2 separate regions of the Mus musculus genome follow, and region 2 is linked to region 1. A link is a contact called in public promoter capture Hi-C data. All regions are on one chromosome and are shown on one strand. The core of a region is the stretch at or near the end of the contact, and the rest is flanking DNA. Distances in the headings are between cores, read along the strand shown. Region 1 overlaps Gfpt2 (glutamine fructose-6-phosphate transaminase 2). Region 2 overlaps Rufy1 (RUN and FYVE domain containing 1).

Region 1 (6,690 bases), core at 834-3,333:
ATTTCAATGCACAGATATGTCGTTGTGCTGTTTGTAATGGACAAGTTGCTTTTTTTGTTTTTTTTTTTTAAACACTTATTTGGATTAAAATGCTTATTGGAGCAATGATATCATTTAAAGTAACTTTCATTTTAAGGTTGTTTAGGTTCCCTAAGAGCTGGCAAAACAAACAAACAAACAAATAAATAATAAATAAATAAATTCTCAAGGCAGGTGTGGTGAAACACACTTAGAAGCCAGCATTCAGGGGCTGAGGCAGGCAAATTACACATGTGAGGCAGCCTGTGCTACAAAGAGAGACCCAGATACAAACAAACAAACAAACAAACAAACACTACTGTTATCAAAGTTAAGATTCTGTTTCTTCCTTGTATTGTTATACTAAATTTTTTTTCATCTTTATGAACGTGTTAGGTGCAACGTTCAATTGTTGTATAGTATTCCTTTAAAATCTTTTTATTTTTACATTTTTACTTATATGCCTGTACTTGTATCTATGCAGCTCTATGCTACACATACATAGTTTCCCCCAGAAGCCCCTGGGGGTCGGATTAGTTCAGATCCCCCTGGCACTAATGTTGTAGGTGGTTGTGAGCCAGTGCTGTGGGTGTTGGGAGTCTAGCTCAGATACTCAGGTAGAGCAAAGCACTCTTACTGAGACAGCTCTGGGGCCGCCGCCATTCCAAGCTCTTAACATGGTTTTACTGAATAGTTACTAACGAGGCTGCTGTTTCCAATTTTTCATTTGTATGAATAACATCACAGTGAACAAGTTTGAAGGCACATCATTGTCCCACATTTAAGATCTATCACTGTGGAGAAAATGATTTGACATTTGGAGACTGCTAACATCCAGATGACACCTCAGAAAAGAAATGATTTATCTCACCAACAAATGTGTAAGAAAAAATTCACTGTGCTAAAACAAACAAACAAACAAAAAAACAAGCACAAAACAAAACAAAACTATGCTACAATTTTATTTTGAGAAGCTTATAAAACTATAACAATCTGAAGAACACTATCCCAGACACACCTAAGTGTATATCATCCGAATTCGTACCTGATAACTTTTTGTTGTATTTGTTTCAGTTTTTTCTTAACATATAAATAAAACATCTTCTTGCAGATCAGTGAAAACCCACTCTCTTACCCATTTCCAATCATATTTCCTTCCCAGTCTGTACTCTAAATAACAGTCTTGTGAAATTCATGTACATTCCTCCAAAAACATGATTTTTTTTCATTAATTAATTTTTCTGGCGCTGGTGTTCAAACAAAGGTCTTAAACATGTGCTATGCAGACACTCTGTGAGTTACACCCCAATCCTAATGTTTGTTTGTTCTTTTCATTTTCTTTTTATGATGCTTTGTTCTTTGGTTTGGCTTGGTTTTTCAAGACAGGGTTTCTCTGTATACACCCTGGGCTGTCCTGGCTCTCTAGACCAGGCTGGCCTCAAACCTCACATAGACCAGGCTGGCCTCAAACCTCACAGAGGTCCATCTGCTTCTGCCTCCTGAGTGCTGGGATTAAAGGTGTGCTCCACCTCCACTCATCGAAGCTTTATTCTTAATTGTATATATGTCTGTGTGGTTTTGTGTACATGAGTACCTGAGTGCAGAAACAGCATGGTACTGGCACCTGTGAGATACTCAACAAATTGCTATGTGGTAGAGGCTGGCCTTGAACTTCTAATCCTCCGGCTGTCCAGGTTTGTATCTCTCTGTGCCTGCTTTATGGGGTGCTGGAGATGGAACCCATGGCTCTGCATGCTAAGCAAGGACCTCATGTGAGCATCATCCTTTACCCTCCTGTCTTTCTTTTTAGGTTGACTTCCCCAGAAACCTAGCCAAGTCTGTCACTGTGGAATGAGAACAGGACTTCTATCACAAGACTGTCGTCACCTGCAGTCTGATTCAAGACCTGAACCAACTGCCAAGATGCCACACGGGAAAGGAAGTGGGCCTCCGTGGGCCCCTCATGCTTCCAGTAGAGCTTGACAGCTTTGACGTGCCTTGTACCCAAAGTGCTTTGCTTACAGCAAATGCTGTTTCTCTGTGTCCTGACGTCACTGAGAAGGGATTGTTTACACATGGGGATCAGAGCAGACTTTCCACTACTGTGCAATAGAGATACCGCTCTCTTCAGAGTAACTGTGAACCTTTTTTTAACCAACACTAGCTAGTTTTAAAAGTCGAAATATTTATAATGACGATTGTATAGCTTTTAAGTTATTTTTCTAATGTGTGGCTTTCTGTAGCCATGGTAACGCCCTAGCCCATGCCTCTGGACTACCCAGAGTGCTGTCTCTGGACACACTCGTGCAGGTGTCATTCATCTCGGTTTGGGGCACTGGCATGAGCCCTTTGTCTCCTTTCTCTTTGTTCTCCCTCCACAAGCTGCTCCTGATTCCTGTCCCCTGAAATCAACGCGTCCCCTCTCCCCTCTCCCTATGTTTCCTTTGAGCCCAGTTAAAGTCTCTCCTCCTTTCAATATTCTCAGATGGACTCAAATTCCTTAGCTCTCTGACTTCTGCTTAATCAGATTATGGTTTTTTTCTTAAGCCCAGGCAGCACTTTGGTCCCGGCTCCCTGTTCATAGTAAACCAGCCTGAGATGCCCCACACAAGAGGGCGGTTTCGTGGGGCTGCCCTGCTCTATTTAAAAGCGTGCACAATCAATGTACTATGCAATTTTACAATAAAGACAGTGCAACTTTTTTTTTCCGACTTGTTTGAATTTAGTTAACCTCCTTTTCCTTACATCTGAGGGTCTGAGCAGTGTCTGGAGGGGGCATTCTCATCGTTAGTGATGCAGTTTAGATAGCAGTTGGATGTGTCTCTCCCCTCCACCTCCCCCCATGGTTCATTAGTGTGTTGAATTTAATCCTCGTTGGGAGGTATTTTCCATTGCTCTAGAGGCTGAGAAATCCAAGATCAAGACACTAGCTGTTTTGATATGTGGGAGAGTTTGCTTTTTTTGTCCCTACCAGAAAGCCTTTGTACTTTCTCACTGTGGAAGAGGCAAGTGAGCTCCTAGAGCTTCTTTTAAAAAGCACGGATTCCACCAGGTGTGGTGGCACATGCACAGATCTCTGAGTTCAAGGCCAACCTGGCCTACAAAATGCATTCTAGAACAGCTAGACCTACATAGAAAAACCCTGTCTTGAAAACCAACCCCCCCTCCCACTCCCCCCCCCCACTCCCCTCCCCCCCCACCAAAAGGCACTGGTTCCCATCCGTTCTGTAAAGGCCTGACTATTGTGTATATGCATGTTTGTATGTGTGTGGGAGCATATGCCTGTACAGTGGTTGACCCTGGGTGTCTTTCTGAATTGCTCTGCACTTGGCTGAGGTGGGATTTCCTCTCTGAGCCCACAGTTGGCTGGTTTGGCTAGTGTAGTTGGCTAGTATGTCCCATCTCTCCTTCCTTAGTGCCGGGATCGCAGGCAGATCACCACACCATCCTGGCTTCTATATGGGTGCTCTGTATCCAAAGGTTGGCTCTCCATACTTGCTCAGCAAGTGCTGGACCCACTGTGTCACCTCCACAGCCCAGATCCCACTTTCATTACCATCACATGGGGGCTAGGGATATAAACAGATTGGGGGAGAAATACAAATCCAATAGACCATGGCGAGAGGTGATTTGGGGGAACCTAATAGATCAAGAAACTATTGCTTATACTTTGATGAAGGTTTACCCAATAAGGAATTTTAAGTCAGAAAAAAAAATTAGAACTGTCCATTCTCTTGTTCTTTGTGTTGTTATTAAGTCCAGAAATCTCCCTAATATGTCTTTGTCGGTGACTTTTTTATTCTCTTTTGGCTTCTTCTGTCCTCAGATACTGCAGTGTTATATAGCCTTGAGTCTCTTTGATAGATGTTAACCTCGGTCAAGATATGCGCACCCTTTAGGTTTGGGAGAGTATTTAATTTTAGGTGTATGCACGCATGTATATGTGTGCACCTCTTGCATACTTGGTGCCTGTGATGTCCCGAAGAGGGTATCAGATCCCCTGTAACTGGAGTTAAAGACGGTTATGTGTGTGGGTACAGGGAATCAAACCCAAGTCCTCTGGAAGAGGATGCAGCACTCTTAACCACTGAGCCATCTCTGCAGCCCCAGAGTTCTAAGAAATCTTGAATTATGTTGTTACAGAGTTCTGTTTCCTCTCCTCTGGCCTCTCTGAACTAAAAATGCCTGCATCAGAGCTTGAAGCTATTTGATGGGCTGAGTCTAAGCACTCTCCCGTATCAACAATCTTGTCTTTTAGTTCAACTAGTTAGGAAATGTGTTCAATCTTCTCTCCCTAACTGTCTCTACTACCCTATCCACAACCAACCTATCCACTAGGAATGTATGCCTATGTATTAAGGAACATAGGTAGGATTTTGTAGAACACCCACCAGTTCATTGTCTGAGTTTTCCTCATGGTTAGGATGGGTTTATGGCCCTGGGGGAGAAAGAGAAATATTCTCATCACCTCCCTTCAAGGATACACACCACTAACACCACGAACCATGTCAGTGTTTTGTTTCTGTTTTGTTTCCTTTCATAATATTTCATTTTCCAAGTGTTATTCCCCTTCCCGATTTCCCCTCCACAAACCCCCCATCCCCAGCTTCCTTGCTTCTTCTTCTTCTTTTTTTTTTAAACTTAGCTGATTGTTTTTGCTTGATATTTTCTTTATTTACATTTCAAATGTTTTCCCCTTTCCAGGTCTCCCCTTCAGAAACCCCCTACATCATTGCCCCCTCCCCTGCCTCTATGATGGTGCCCCCCCCCACCAACTCCCATCCTCCCTCCCTGGCATTCCCCTACACTGGGGGAGTTATGTCATTGTTAACTGTCGGTGTTAACCTTGGTCTGAGATTAATCCACCTGAGGCAGTCAGTGCCAGATTTTGCCCTCTGCCAAGGTTCTGTGTCAGGTGCTATTTGCTGAGAGTCTAACTAAGCCTGATGGGAGCTGTTTGAGTTGGCCTCTGCACTTCTGACACACCCCCAACATTCTGGGTCTGTCTGTGTATCTTGTAAGTACTTCCTGATTCATATCACAGTAAACTCCAGATCCTCCTTGTACATTTCCTGACCTACTGGATCTCTAGTGACTTCTGGTTCCTTCAGTCAGAGAACACAAAGACTAGTCTTAGAAACACAAAGATCTGTGCTCTTTCTGTTACTGGGGTGTGATTACCTGTAGGCTACCTCACCTGAGAGCAAGGTCATGTATGAATATGCAGACTAGCTTCTGAAGGGCTGCTCTTGTCTCAAGGGTGCGATATATTTTCAGTCCCTCTAAAGCCAAAAATAATATTTTTTTTTTCTTTTGGAATTTATCTTCTGCTGAGTCTCTGTGTAGTAAGACTCAGTTTTCTGTTTGCCCGTATTAATCTTTTTTCCATATGACCTTGGACTGTCTTATCCAGGTTCAAGGCCAGTTGATCACAAGTTCTGCGTATATATCTGTTAACATGGGCATTCACTGCTAGAAAACCCTTGGTGATGTGGAGTGTCATAATGTCAATGTGTTCAGAGAGCTTGATAGACTTTCAAAAAAACCTATCTGGTCTTTAGGCTGGAAATTAAGGCTCAGCCAGAGGCTGGCACTCTGGAAGATGCCTAGAAAAAGGCCCACTGAGGGCCACAACATTCAGTTTCCAGTTATACAGTCCTGATCATCTACCTCCATTCAGCACAAGCCCCCCATGTCACCTCTACACCCTCCAGATATCAGAGAATATGTCCCTTCATTACCACCACTTCCAGCTAGTTCAGTCCACTCTCTTCAGGTGGTATCAGGTGAGCCTGGGTCTAACGAAGTTGACTGGCATGTATGTAGAAACTACAAGAAAGGCTCATCACTGAGTCTTGGAGTTTTCAAGACAGAGGGTCCTTGCTCTTGAATGCTGGAGCAACAGCACGGACAGGTAGCAGGCACCCCAAGGCAAGAGAGAGAGAGAGAGAGAAAGAGAGAGAGAGAGAGAGAGAGAGAGAGAGAGAGAGAGAGAGACCCAGAGAAGAACAAGATGTGATGAGAGTAAACCCCTGACTTCTCCAGCCCTGGCTCCTGAGCAAGCTGGTTCCCTGAGGCTGGCTCCATCCTTTTCACCACAGTGCACAGCACAAGAACTTCCCAGAGCAAGTCTTCCTGTGGGTCTGATGCAATGTGAGTGGCCCCAGGGCTATCGTGAGGTAAGAAGAGGTAAAAGGTTATTTCAGCTGTGGTGTTTAGAGGTGAGGCCTTACAGAAATGATCAGGATCAGATGTCATTAGGATTAGGGTAGGCTTCTGGAGGTTTTATGAGGAAAACCACCAGACATTCACACATATACACAGTTCACAGACTTTGTCTCAACTGCCCAGAGACTTTGCCAGCAAGAAAGCCATAACTGGATAAGATTTCTCAACCCTGTACTTCCAACCACACACCAAAACAAACCTCTTTGTGTGTGTGTGCCTGTGTGTGTGTATTTATGTGAGTTTGTGTTTGTGTATGTGTGCGTTTGTGTAGCTTGTGTGTGTGTGTGTGTGCTCGCGATCTTCAGATGCCATGCATTTTGTATTTTTGAGACAAAGTCTTTTGTTGGGACCTCAGGATCACAATTAAGGTAGATTGGCTGGCCACTGAACCACAAATTTGCCTGTCTCTGCCTCCTTAGGTCTTAGAAGCACATGTCTAACTTT
Region 2 (7,175 bases), core at 275-2,774, 580 kb after region 1:
GTACAAAACAAAGCCCAAGGTCTTCCCAAAGCCATTCATCAGGGAGGGGTCCTCTCTGAGGCTGGACACACAAATGTGGCTTGAATGGTTACAACTTGTCTCTCTGTTTAGACAAACCGTAATCCTAACAGTTAAAACTGTAGACCTCGGCAAAGGTCTGTGGCACCCAACAGAACAACTGGCACTGGCGAGGAGTGAGCCTTACCTTAGGTGCCGGTTAAGTTCCTCCACGTAATTTTTCTGATCAAGGACATCGGTAATTCTTTCATGCCTATGAGAAGAGCACAGAGAGAAGACCTTAGATCCATGTCAAACCGTCTATGTATGGCCTGTGTACAGCCATCCCGATCTTCAGAAACTGAGACCGGCAGAGCCACTGTGGAGTAAACAGCATGGCTTGCCTGACACAGCATCAAGGTTTGAGGACAGGTCCCTGACCACCTGTGCCTCAGTGGGGAGGACAGAAAGCCATTGGCATCTGTGCACAGTGAACACACCTGCCGCCACACACGTGGCTCTGGGTCTTACTGTACTGAAGGAAAGGGGACACGCTCTCAAGGAAACAAAGACTTTCAGAACACAGCAGGACAAGTTAGAGTGAAAAAGCCCTCAACATTTCACAGTAGAGCTCTCCCTCTGATCGGTTTCTTTTTTTTAAAAATTCCAATCATTTACAATTTTTGCGTATACGTGTTTTCCTGTTTGTCAGTATGCACAGCATATATGCAAATACCCTTGGAAGACAGAGTGTCATATTTTGTGGGACTGGAGTTACAAACAGCTGTGAGCCACCGGATGCGGGTTCTGTATAAGAGCAGCAACTTAATCACTGAGCCATCTCTCCAGCTCTTTCTTTCTGTAAGTCGTGTGTGTGTGTGTGTGTGTGTGTGTGTGTGTGTGTGTGTGTGTGTCTGTGTGTCTGTGTGTGCGAGAGCTGCACGGAGCCATCTCACCGACCTTCCTGTCACTCCTTAACACATACTTCTATATTTGTAGCTCACGTAAATGGGGCTGTGCCACATTGTTTCATGCCACAGGTGCTGGGCTGGAGTTTGTTTTATAGTTGCTATCCTTTTGTTTCTTTTACCTTTTGCTTTTTCTTTACTTGCTAGTGCTCCTTGAGGTAACCCATAGTCATGGCTTACTGGCTATCTTCTTTTGTGCCTCTAACCAGCACATCGAGCTAACATATACCACGCACTATATACTCAACTTGTTTTGGCTTATAAAAAAGAAATATATGTATTCCTTGTTATCATACTTTTCTCATTTCATCGTCCTTTGGGTGAATTTCTCTTGGTCTACTATACAAGTAGATCAGATTTAGTCCTGTATGTCTGCATAACACACAACCACTAGGGGTGTCCTACAGTTATCCCATTATTGGTAGAAAAAGCTCAGTATGTTTTGGACAGTCAATAAAAAAAAAAAAAAAAAAAAAAAAAAAAAAACCAAAAATAAACCTGGAGTCTGATGCAATGGTTCAGTGGGTAAAGTACTTGCCACGCAGGTCAGATGACCTGAGTATAATTCCCAGAGCCCACATAAAGGTGGCCACAGAGAACCAGCTCCACACAGTTGTCTTCTGACCTCCATATGTGTGCTGTGGAATATGCATCCACCCACATGCTACACCACACACACACACACACACACACACACACACACACACACACCCCACATGGCTTAGATGGAAGTGACCATAGCAGCTTCCTGTGGTGAGGGGAGTGGACTGCGATGGGCAAAGGAGATGGTATAAAAGGGGAACTTCCACACGCATGCTCAATTCTGAGAGCAACTCCTGAAACAGAGAGGATGCCACCAGACTCACCTCTGTAACTAAATTAACTAAACAAAGCTGAAGTTGCAAAGCAAACCCAAGCCCGTGTCACCAGCTGGTGAGGGGCTGCGAGCAGCTCACTACTCACTCTCTGCCGCTGTCAAGATCCTGTGCGTCCTTCAGACAGAGAGAGAAGTCAATCACCCCGACCTGATGGAGACAGAGGGCACAAGCTCACATCAAACGTGCTGTGCTCATCCCCACAAGCCCTGTAAGCCTTGAGATTCAGGATGGTCACCCCACAACTGTGTGTGCATCCAAAGGAGGATGGGGCATTTATAAAGAGCATCAAAGGTTTGGGTGTACTAAGTAATTTTAAAACAGAGGGGAGGGAGGGAGGGAGGGAGAGAGAGAGAGAACGAACACTAGAGAGACTTCTAGACTAAAGGACAGTCTTGTTTATGGGACACTTCTAAGTCCTTTGCACCCCTATCTTGTTTGTTTGTTAGTTTTGTCAACCTGACACAAGCTAGAATCATCTGAGAAGAGGGAACTGGGAAATGCTTCTGTAGGGAGCCTATGAGGCATTTTCTTGATTAATGATTGATATGGGAAGGCCCAGCCCTTGTAGGTGGTGCCACTGGGCACGTGGTCCTGGATGCTATAAGAAAGGCTGACATGAACCGAACAATGACCAGCATGGCACCACAGACTAAGGGTCCAGGAGTGGCACAGATCCCTTGGCAGTAAGTAACAGCTCTCTCACTGAATTGAAGACACACTCAACAAGAGGGAAACCATGTCTGGTGCTGGAAACTTAGCCATCTGCCCAGAGCTAGTGAAGACATGGATCTTGGAGAGGAACCTACAACCACCACTTTACTAAACCAGCATACTCTCAAACTACATTCTAAATACCTATCCAAATACTAACAGATAAGTGTAGTCCTCACCCCCATCAAGAACTTCTCCTTGCAACAGATGGAGATCATTACAGGAAATTACATCCAATCAAAATGGAGAGCTGTCTGCAGATTTCAAGCCAACAACCGCTGGCCGGGTTCATCCCACTAGGGCCTAAATCCACGTTACCTGAGAATCCAAGTCTTCTCCCTTTAAGCAGAGGTTGGCATCCAGAACGTTGAGTCCCACCAGCAGACCCACGATCACCATTCCTTCCTCCTCCATCATTAAGGCCTCGGGCTCATAGAACTCACTGCAAGAGACTGGCATGTCAGGGAGCTACTCACAAACACCCTCACTCACCTCACCCCAGCTCTCCTGCCTTTGCATCGCTAGGATCCTTCCACTGGCACCTACCCTGGAGCAGGGACCCTCAGGGACCCTCCTTTCTCCTAACATGTCAAATGCCTCTTCTTGGCCTACATGTCTCCCCAGAGATCCATGTGACCAGCCTGCTTCCCAGCTTGGTTGCAGTTAGGAGAGGGACCAGCTGAGAGGTCACCAGAGGTGTGTTCTGAAGGTGTGTGACCTTTGCCTTTTCCTCTTTCTCCCTTTCTGTCCAGGAAGTCAGTTTTTATTCTACCTACCACATGCTTCCTACAGGATATGCTGCCTTGCTCCAGGCACAAAGCAAAAGGACCAGTTATGGACCGAAACCTCAGAAACCTGTGAGCCAAAGCTTAGCCAGAGGTCAACCTCAGGTGCTGGTTCTTAGATGGCTGCTTTTTATTTTATATTTTATCATTTTATTCTATGTGTATGTATGGGTGTTTTGTCTGCATGAAAGAGAGCTTTTAACTCCAGCTTTTTCATGTATGTGCTGGGGACTGAACCTCATGCCTGCAAAGCAAGCAGTTTATATCCCGAGCCACTACTTCCCCTCTCTCTCCCCTACTCCTGGCCTCTGTCTTCCTGTTGTCCTGCCTTGTGTCCCTGTGTCTTCACTTGGCTTCTCTCTATCGAAGACCTTGGCTGCCTGAAACATTAGGTCACCATGACTGGCTGGTGAGGTGACAGTGACAAAGGCCCCTGCCACCAGCCTGACACTCTGAGCTGATCTCTGGAACCTGCTGGATTGAAGGAGGGGACTGAGAGGGTGTGCTGGCACTCATCTGTAATCCCAGCACTTGGGTGGCAGAGGCAGGGGAAGCTCTGTGAGTTCAAGGCTAGCCTGGTCTATACAGAGAAATCTTGTCCTTCCCCCGCCCCAAAAGGGGAGAGAACTGACTTCATTTTATTTTCCTGACCCACATGTATGTGCCATGGTATTCACAACTCCTGAAAATAAGTAAATAAATTTAAAAGGAAAGAAAAACCAAAAATTAAAACAAGCTATGTTCAACAATAAAAAAAATTTGGGTCTTGGCTACGATGAAAAGGAAATTTTAATCTGAGTTAGACAAGAGATTAACTCTAGAGATTTCTGTTATATAAATTTCAGTCTAGAGAAAATCTCTTTTACAATGACTACTTGTTTATAAGCCATACATATAAAGAATGAGTCAGTCATAAATTTCAGTGATAGCCATTATTTAAGTTTTCACTAATGCTAACAAATCCACATTTTACAAACTGGATATGAAATCTTCAGCTAGGATGACATATGTATGTTTTTTACAAAAAGAATTACCCACCATTCAACAGTTATTTTATTCCTGTTATCATCCAGTCTATTAAATACCATTTTATTGAAACTTATTGAATGGGCTGACAGTTACCAAATTATAAGCATTAATATTCTGGGAGAATTATCTTTAGAATTTCAAAATGAAGTCCTGTGAGTTTCAGTCATAATGCTTCTGGGATATTTGGGTTCAATAAAGAAACACTTCAAGCCAGGCGGTGGCGGCGCACGCCTTTAATCCCAGCACTTGGGAGGCAGAGGCAGGCAAATTTCTGAGTTCAAGGCCAGCCTGGTCTACAGAGTGAGTTCCAGAATAGCCAGGGCTATACAGAGCAACCCTGTCTCTGGGAAAAACAAACAAACAAACCCAAAAAAAAAAAAAAAAAAAAAAAGAAAGAAAGAAAGAAACACTTCAAACCAAACCTCAGAGCACTGAAAACTAGGATCTAGGATGATTTGATTTCAGCTAGGAACACTCTATTTTCTTTTTTTGACAATGACTTACAGACTATGCTGCAACTACAAAGTAATAGAGACAAATATAATGATGCAATACCTTAGAGCTGCGTGTTGTCTGTGATACCTTAGAGCTGCGTGTTGTCTGTGATACCTTAGGGGATGTGTGTTGTCTGTGATACCTTAGGGGATGTGTGTTGTCTGTGATACCTTAGGGCTGCGTGTTGTCTGTGACACCTTAGGGGATGTGTGTTGTCTATGATACCTTAGAGCTGCGTGTTGTCTGTGATACCTTAGGGGATGTGTGTTGTCTGTGATACCTTAGGGGATGTGTGTTGTCTGTGATACCTTAGGGCTGCGTGTTGTCTGTGACACCTTAGGGGATGTGTGTTGTCTATGATACCTTAGAGCTGCGTGTTGTCTGTGATACCTTAGGGGATGTGTGTTGTCTGTGATACCTTAGGGGATGTGTGTTGTCTGTGATACCTTAGGAGCTGCTTGTTGTCTATGAGGACTTTCAGATAATCTGCCAGTTTCTTTTGCATGAGAGCAAGATAAAGCCACGCTCTGCCTCTTCCCACGGCTGTCCTAGAATTCAAACAGAGAATCAGACCACAACAGCATAAGAACAGCAACAAACACAGAACAAAATAATTACCTGTGGGAGGAATGTGTGTGTGTACACATACACGTACACACACGAGTCACACTGTAGTGTAGGGGTTAGAGAGGTACTGTCTGGGCACAGAGAATGCACGCTGTGCAACTTAGGTGCCTTTTGCATTTTGTACCACAGGCTCTTCAAGTGTTAAGGGTCTTATAACATTTCTGAGGCTCAGGCTCATTTATGCAACTTATGTTTGTGGTGAAATACCACATCACTGGGCTAGAGACACGTCTGCAGTTTCCCTGATTCCCACGTTCCACCTGCTGTGGGTGCTGGAAACCAAACTCCAGTCCTCAGTGAGAGCAGCAAGTGCCCTGTCTGCAGTCCAACAACAAATGTAAACGACCTGAACCACGTGGCAAGGGGCAGCCGCTGTCTTCATATTAAAGAACAGGAGTGGGAGGCTCAGAAAGGTTCAAGTCTCGCTCAAGGTCATGTGACGAGTGAGCAGCACAGGTGGGGTCAGAATCCATGTCATGGTTCCTGCTACAGAGTGTTAAGTTAGGAAGGACTTCAGAGGTGGCAAACACCCGAGAGAGGCAAGCAAACACTCAGCGTTACTACTTCTTACTCACTTTAGTTCTGGAAGATTCCTGACACTGGTAGCTATATCTGATGCTTCAGGACAAAGTTTTTCCACCAGCTCCAAAGGACCAAAGAAAGACTTATTTTGGCCAATGAAACTCTTCTTGACTAAAAGGGGAAACATGAGTGTAAGTCATGAGAATGGGCTGCAGGCCCTCCTGGGCCCCACTGGCTTCCTTTCAAAAGCCAAGCACAGCTCCGTAGCTCCACACTCCATCCTACGACCCAGGCATTTGGATGGCAGAGGCCACAGAACAAATTGGCTCTGCCTTCCTTCAGCAATGAGCTTTCTCTGATCCCATGCTCTTTCTTCAAGAGGTTACTGCTTATGAACTGAAATCTGTGAAATCCCACCCCCTTCACCCTGGTGCCAGCATCACTGCTGGACTCCTGATTGTCACAGCCACTTCCATCCTGAACTGCTACAATATTCTAATTGCTTTTCTAATATCTTCATTTCCTTACCCTTATAACGTGTTCTCCATTTGGCTAGAAGGGTTTGCTTGTTTAAGATGCAAACTAAGTCACACTGCTCCCGTAAGCTCCAAATTTACTTAGAAGAAAATTTGGCTCACTGTCATGACCTCTAAGGGTCTGCACGGTCCAGCCCCTCCCACTTCGTAGCTCTCACCTCCCATTCCACACTCTGGGTTACTAAGTGTCTGCCTCAAGCCATGGCTGGTCCCACTCAGGCCACTTGCACCTTACTATCTGTTTTGTTTTGTCCCCCTTCCCTTGTGCTAGGAATGTTGTGGCCCACATCTCTGTAGTGTTCTCTTAGGTCTCAGTTCACATGTCAACCCCTCAAAAAAAGTTTCCTGTCTTCTCTTCCTAACATGTCACTTTTTTTTTTTTAATTTTGCTTCCCTGAATTGATATCATTTTGTAGTTCTGTGTTTCTGCATCCACCATCTTAGCTTTTAAATGCACTCCCCAAGGCCACTAACAGCCACACGAGATGCAGCCGAAGTGTGGCTAGTTCAGCCAAGGACTGAAATGACATGTTCTGGCAATGTAAAACATGGTGGATTTTAAGCCTTACTATTAAAAAGTGCCTATCAGAGAACTATGAATGGCCTCTGTACTTGCAGTACCATTAC

Evidence for each region. Capture Hi-C pulls out chosen DNA fragments and counts their contacts.
Region 2: a promoter capture Hi-C map of liver shows a contact between it and region 1. The contact joins two enhancer-like sites. A contact is called at or near these places in 2 of 9 other capture datasets (liver and pancreatic islet).

Annotation. Positions count from the first base shown.
Region 1 is chr11:49,835,893-49,842,582 of GRCm38.p6, forward strand. It overlaps Gfpt2 (glutamine fructose-6-phosphate transaminase 2), which reads left to right. Exons shown (of 19, transcript NM_013529.3): 19 at 1,829-2,728. The coding sequence ends at 1,873. The region is part of intron 1 of Gm36507 (a long non-coding RNA gene); the gene reads right to left. Among named protein-coding and RNA genes, the nearest start is that of Gm36507, 7.1 kb to the right of the region's middle. Within about 2 kb of position 2,084, at least 29 of the 459 cell types and tissues checked have an H3K27ac peak or open chromatin away from gene starts, as enhancers often do. A contact at or near this core is called in liver, where this site is marked.
Region 2 is chr11:50,414,312-50,421,486 of GRCm38.p6, forward strand. Rufy1 (RUN and FYVE domain containing 1) reads right to left here. Exons shown (of 18, transcript NM_172557.3): 3 at 6,066-6,183; 4 at 5,310-5,411; 5 at 2,873-2,996; 6 at 1,929-1,990; 7 at 206-271. Among named protein-coding and RNA genes, the nearest start is that of Rufy1, 13 kb to the right of the region's middle. Within about 2 kb of position 1,525, at least 32 of the 459 cell types and tissues checked have an H3K27ac peak or open chromatin away from gene starts, as enhancers often do. A contact at or near this core is called in liver, where this site is marked.